2 separate regions of the Sus scrofa genome follow, and region 2 is linked to region 1. A link is a contact called in public HiChIP or PLAC-seq data. All regions are on one chromosome and are shown on one strand. Each heading gives the region's core, a stretch centred on a gene start, on an enhancer-like site or on the middle of the called end of the contact. The rest is flanking DNA. Distances are from core to core; before and after follow the strand shown.

Evidence for each region. HiChIP or PLAC-seq counts read pairs in DNA pulled down with a chosen protein or histone mark.
Region 2: an H3K27ac HiChIP or PLAC-seq map of skeletal muscle shows a contact between it and region 1. The contact joins two enhancer-like sites. A contact is called at or near these places in 2 of 2 datasets of contacts at active chromatin or transcription factors (alveolar macrophages and skeletal muscle).

The regions. Positions count from the first base shown.
Region 1 is chr16:45,669,123-45,671,872 of Sscrofa11.1, forward strand. No RefSeq gene overlaps it. Among named protein-coding and RNA genes, the nearest start is that of CD180, 82 kb to the left of the region's middle. Within about 2 kb of position 1,394, at least 14 of the 83 cell types and tissues checked have an H3K27ac peak or open chromatin away from gene starts, as enhancers often do. A contact at or near this core is called in skeletal muscle, where this site is marked.
Region 2 is chr16:46,395,680-46,398,721 of Sscrofa11.1, forward strand. No RefSeq gene overlaps it. Among named protein-coding and RNA genes, the nearest start is that of PIK3R1, 38 kb to the right of the region's middle. Within about 2 kb of position 1,267, at least 32 of the 83 cell types and tissues checked have an H3K27ac peak or open chromatin away from gene starts, as enhancers often do. A contact at or near this core is called in skeletal muscle, where this site is marked.

The sequences.
Region 1 (2,750 bases), core at 144-2,643:
AAGCATATATGCTCCAAAGAGCTGACATTCTAGGTTATTTTTTGTAATGTTTTATTTTGCTTCCAAATATGGACTCTTAACATTTAAAAAAATGGTGGTGAAATATATATAGCATAAAATTTATCCTTTTAACCATTTTAAAGTGTTTAGTTCAAAGACATTAATATATTCAAAACGTGCAACCATCACTACCATCCACCTCCAGAACTTTTTCATCTTTCCAAACTGAAACTCCGTACCCATCACACAACAACGCTCCATTCCCTGTCCTCCCAGCCCCTGGCAACCACCATTATACTTTTCATCTCTATGAATTTTTATACTCTAGGTAATGCACACAAATGGAAGCATACATTATCTGTCCCTTTGTGCTTGGCTTATTTCACTTAGCATAATGTTGACAGGGCTCATCCATGTTGTAGCTTGTGTCTGAACTTCATTTCTTTTTAAGATAAAATAGTACTCCATTGTCTGTGTATGTCATATTTTGCTTATCCATCCATCTACTTCAGACTGTGATTGCTTCCATCTTTCGGCCATTGTGAATAACGCTGCCATATACAAATATTTCTTTGAGTCCCTGCTTTCAATGCAATGCTTTTGGCTGTATATCTAGAAGTAAAAGTGCCAAAAATGGACTCTTAAAAATGGAAAGATCCTGAGTAGTTCATACAATTTATGCTGTCAACACACTGGAAGAGAAGGGGCAGAGGTGGATGATCCAGGATCCTGAACCTAGTGGGACTGATGGAGACAGTCACCCAGGGAGTGTGGGAAGGTGAGAGGGGCAGACTTGATCTTTAAGAAGACCAAGCTATTGTTGAGTTGAGGATTAGATCTTGAGATTCTTCTTGGCAAGGTTATAGTCAGCTTAGAGCAAGCTCTGGAAAGCGAAGCCAGGGCCAGCAACGCCAGGAGCCTTTCCAGTGCACACTATCAGGCCTCCATGCAGAGGAACCACACCAGCTCCTCTCCCCTCTGTGGCTGGTGAGGCCCTCCCGTGGGCAGCTCTGCCCCAGGTCCAAGATATCTGCTGCTCCTCCCATGTGAGAAATGGGATGATCCCAGAGTGTGCTGGACTTCAAGCAGCTCTGGGATAATAAGGATGGGAACATTTCCTACAGCTTCCTGCATTGAAATGACCTTTGGAAGCCAAATCAGACTTTGGGGTTTAACATGTGGTTCATAAGGGGCCCTAAATGTGGCTCTGCTGTGTGTGTCTTAAAAGCCTTTGTGGGAGAGGGCAGATGCAATGAGCACAGATTTGGATGTCACAGCAAAGGCTTAAGATTGTCACCCTTGATGGCCTGGACTGATCTGACCTGGCACCAGGGCCTCCCCTCCTTGGGACAGGCCCAGCAGTGTCCCAAGGACCTGCATTTTTTGTTCCGTGCGGCCTCTCCCATTAAGCAATGACTACGGCACCCCCAGATAATGACCAGTTTTGGAAAGATTAGCATTCCACATACTTGGTTAAAAAAGTTTTTATGCAACCAGTGTTCTACTTTTTCCTAGAATCTTTGCCTCTCTGAGGACTAGTCCTTTCTCTTGCAAAGTGAAGGAAGAAAGGGATCCAAATAATATTGGTCCAGAGTAACTTTTAATTAGCAGCCTTAGCCAAGTGATAAAGATATATTACATACTCTGAAGTTCTATGAGAACCCACCCAAACTTCTGCTTTATTGTCTAAAGGGCCCCTTCACAAATACAGCATTGGGCCTGGATTTCAGGAGGATTTATGAGTCAGGGGCGAGCTGGGAGTTTGGCCCCATGACAACTTGGAAGGTTTGCCCTTGATTTGGAAAGAACAGCAGCCCATGTTCTGAATAGAGAGGGGGAAAGGGGGACAAAGTTCTCAGCTGAACACTAATGAGACTAAGATGAAACTGCTTCACAGAGATGTCCAGCCAGCAGGGCCTGTGGTGGATGATTTGAGTACAGACTGTTACCCCCAGGAGGAGCCTGATGGGGATAAGTGGGATGCTCACTTTAAGAGTATCCAGGTAGCTCTCATTAGAACCTTCCTTTCCCAGAATTAAAAAAAAAAAAATCAATCTGTATGTAAAATAAGCATGCTCTTGTTGAGTGGCAACAGAAGACACTGATTTTCATGTATCTTGGAGCTAAAATATAAATAAAAAGGATGGAAATGTCTTTGATTTACAAAGCAGTAGAAAAAAATCCTGCTTTAGGAATTGAGGTAAATGTAACTAGCTTTGGCTCCGCCTCAACCTTGGCTTTTCAAAACTAGAGAGTGTTCTACCCATTGAGCCCTCTGCTTTCTCATTTCATAATGGGGTAGGAAAGTGGGAGATGGCTAGGTTAGATGTCTCTTGCTCATGATCCAGAGGGCTTCAAGGGTCTTTGAACCATCCAGAATAGTTTGCAGTATGTATATATCTTTATGCTATGGGCATTTTTCTGGGGAAGCTCATTGCTTTGGTCATATTCCCTAAAGCAGTCTTTGGTTTTCCAAATGTTAAGAACTCCTGAACTGGATACCTAAACACCTTAATCTTTGAATATGCTGTTACACATCAGTGATTCTAAGGTTATTCTGGTATATTCTCTTGGGGGGGGAAGCTGTGATTCTCTAAATCTATTACGTTTTCATGGTAATGTGAGGACAGTTGGAGATACATGTTCTGGTCCATACTTGTTTCCTAGTCTCGGCTGGGCTTTTGGGGGAAAAATAATTAAGGAATGAATCTTAAGTCCGTCTAATCTCCCCAGTTCCTGATCTTGCCTGT
Region 2 (3,042 bases), core at 17-2,516, 730 kb after region 1:
CAGCAGCTGAGAATGAGAATTCTCACTTAGAGATTTTAGCTGAAAGCTATAAACCGCTTTACAAAGACCAGCTGAGTCTTGGCCACTGCGGTCTCTGGTTTTTTACACTGATGCATAAGGTATCCTTTTTTTTTTTTTTTTTCTTCCCTGTGTTAGAGGAGAAAGAGATGCTCTTAAGTAAAAATCATTTTTCATTTAAACTTGAACTTCTCTCCTGTAAATCAAAGACAGTGACATTCCTTCGGCAATTATTTTCAATTTAAAAAATTTTAATGATAGTGTACATTTGGAATTTAGCAATTATCACGTTTGCTCTCTATCCTTTCAAGCTTATGACAGTACTGGATATTTGAAGAAAAACACATTGAACTTGCTCATCGCATGCTATCAATTGCAAGTGATTCTGGTGAGTGGAATATCACCATGACACAATTCTAAATCACTAGAATGAAAATAAAAATCTCAAGGTTATAAGCAGTCAGGACCATTTCACAGAATGTTTTATAAATTAAAGTATAATTTACTACTGGCTCCTTTTCTTAAACTGTTAACACTATTTCTTCTTTTTTTCACTCTAAATATTCCGTTAACTTTCTTATAAACTATTTGAAAATATCTGAGGGGGCTGGTTGCCCAAATATGCCAACTATTTTAAGTTATTTTTATATATCACACATTATTATTATATTCATTAGCAACCAAGTAATTATTGAAATAATATGAAATGTAAATTTGCTTTTGAAAAAGCCCTGCCAGGTCCTGATTAAATTTGGATCTAAAAATCTATGTTTCAGGCTATCCTTTTTTTTTTTTTAAATATTCTTTTTCTCTTCATTCCACACATCGTTATGGTTCAAAGTTTATAGACTCAACATTATTCCCAAGTACTTTTGCAAAATTTCACCATTACTCTTGCCCAAAGTATTCAGTTTTTACTTTCTAATCAATCATTAATCCTACAACTTCTCTGAATTTTCCAGAATTTAGTTTCAGTAAACATCAGAACCACAGCACCTCTTTTGAAGGCTCTAATCAGTCTTTCTCTCTCCTTTCTCTCTCTCTCTCTCTCTCTCTCTCTCTCACACACACACACACACACACACACACACACACACGTCTTTGTGGTCAGCAGTCCAAGGACATTGCCTTTATTCCTTAGTGTTCCTTTGTCTCTCAGCCTCTTGCATGTCTGTGCTGAGTCCTCCCTCTGTCCTGGGTTGAGCCCTTATTCCACTTCCCTTTGCTCGCAGAGTGAACCAGAACATTGTGTTCTGAAGCTGCCCCAGCACACATGCTTCGTGATGCTGCCAAGTTTGCAGCTGACCAATTGGCCTACTTTAGAGGGCTTGATTTATAAAATTTACAACCCTTAATTTCCACCACCCATTCCTCCCCCCACCCCTGAAAAAGAGTGTGCCAGACGTCCTGATAAATCAAGAGTCCTTTGGTTTCGGTGCAACAAAATGGGCAGTCATTTCTTTTTCCTTCATTGGCTCTCAGCCTTGCCAGTCCCTCCTGAATAGATGGAAAATAACGGTTGATGTGTTGTAGGAAGACATTTGATAGTGGCTGCCTCTGTATTAATAACTCGTTTTAAAAGAAGTGTACTGACAAAATGATACGCTCTTCAATTTCTGGAACTCTGCACTTCTCAAGTAATTCCTATTCCAAAAACCAATCCAGGCAAGTTTGTCTTCTTCCAAATTAGGAAGACAGAGTTGGGCCCTTGATTTTTGAGTGAGGTTGGCTCAGTTGGGTCTTTTGAATTTGGATATTTTGATTACTCCTTATTGGCTCTACTAAACTTTTTTAATAAATGCACAACCAAATATGAGAAGGTGAAGGTTTAATGGAGAGAAGAAAAACTGTGGAAACCAGTCTCTTGTGATTTTAGTGATTTCTTAAGTTCTTTCTCCTGCCTCTTCAGAGAAAAAGACCTCTGTCAGGGTAGATCCCAAAATTTATGAGGCCTGAAGCTTCTCAAATGTGGAACCCTCTTTATGAAAGAGAATATGAAACTAGGTTCAAGGTACAAATTGATTTCAAATGAAAAAAATCAAAGCATAAAAAATTACAAATTCTAGAAAGCATCCAGAAAAATAGCATTATCATCATTAGTTTTAATTAACAATTTTTGCTACAATTACAACTTAAGTGCTGACCCATCTATGTAATACATCTTTTCCCTATATTTTTGGCGTTATACTCATTGATCTTTTTTCACATGGTAAAAATTTTACAATGCCATTTTATGTACAGAGAATAGAAAGACAACTTTGTCTTCTGACATAATAGATAGATGTTTTTTGTTATTTGTGGTTTAGAAAGGTTTCCTTCCGCTCCAGAACTTGTTGATCATGCCACAGCTGAAATAATTTCTTGATCTGGAGGTACGTCTTGTCCTAGGAAAAGCCCTCTGAGACTCCAGACCTTTGTTATCACTGGAGAGGGATCCAACTGGCTACCTGGCTATGGCTGTCCAGCTCAGCCTGGTCCAGCATCCTGTTGGTAGTCCTGGACAAGGGAAGCAGGGTCGGGGAAGTGCAAGGTGAAAGGTGCTCATGGTGGAGTCTTAGTCTGGAGGGCCCTGGGTAGAGAGGAGAGGAGCATCCTATTCAGAATCTTCTTAACCCTCCTGCACTGTTGGTGGGAACGTAAATTTGTACAACCACTATGGAAAATAGTATGGAAGTACCTCAGAAAACTATATATAGAACTACCATATCACCCAGCAACCCCACTCTTGAGCATATATCTGGACAAAACTTTCCTTGAAAAAGACACATGCACCAGTATGTTCATTGTAGCACTAGTCACAATAGCTAATATATGGAAATAATCTAAATGTCCATCAACAGATGAATGGATTAAGAAGATGTGGTATATAAAAACAATGGACTATTACTCAGCCATAAAAAAGAATAAAATAATGTCATTTGCAGCAACATGGATGGAACTAGAGACTCTCATACTAAGTGAAGTAAGTCAGAAAGAAAAAGATAAATACCATATGATATCACATATCTGGAATCTAATATACAG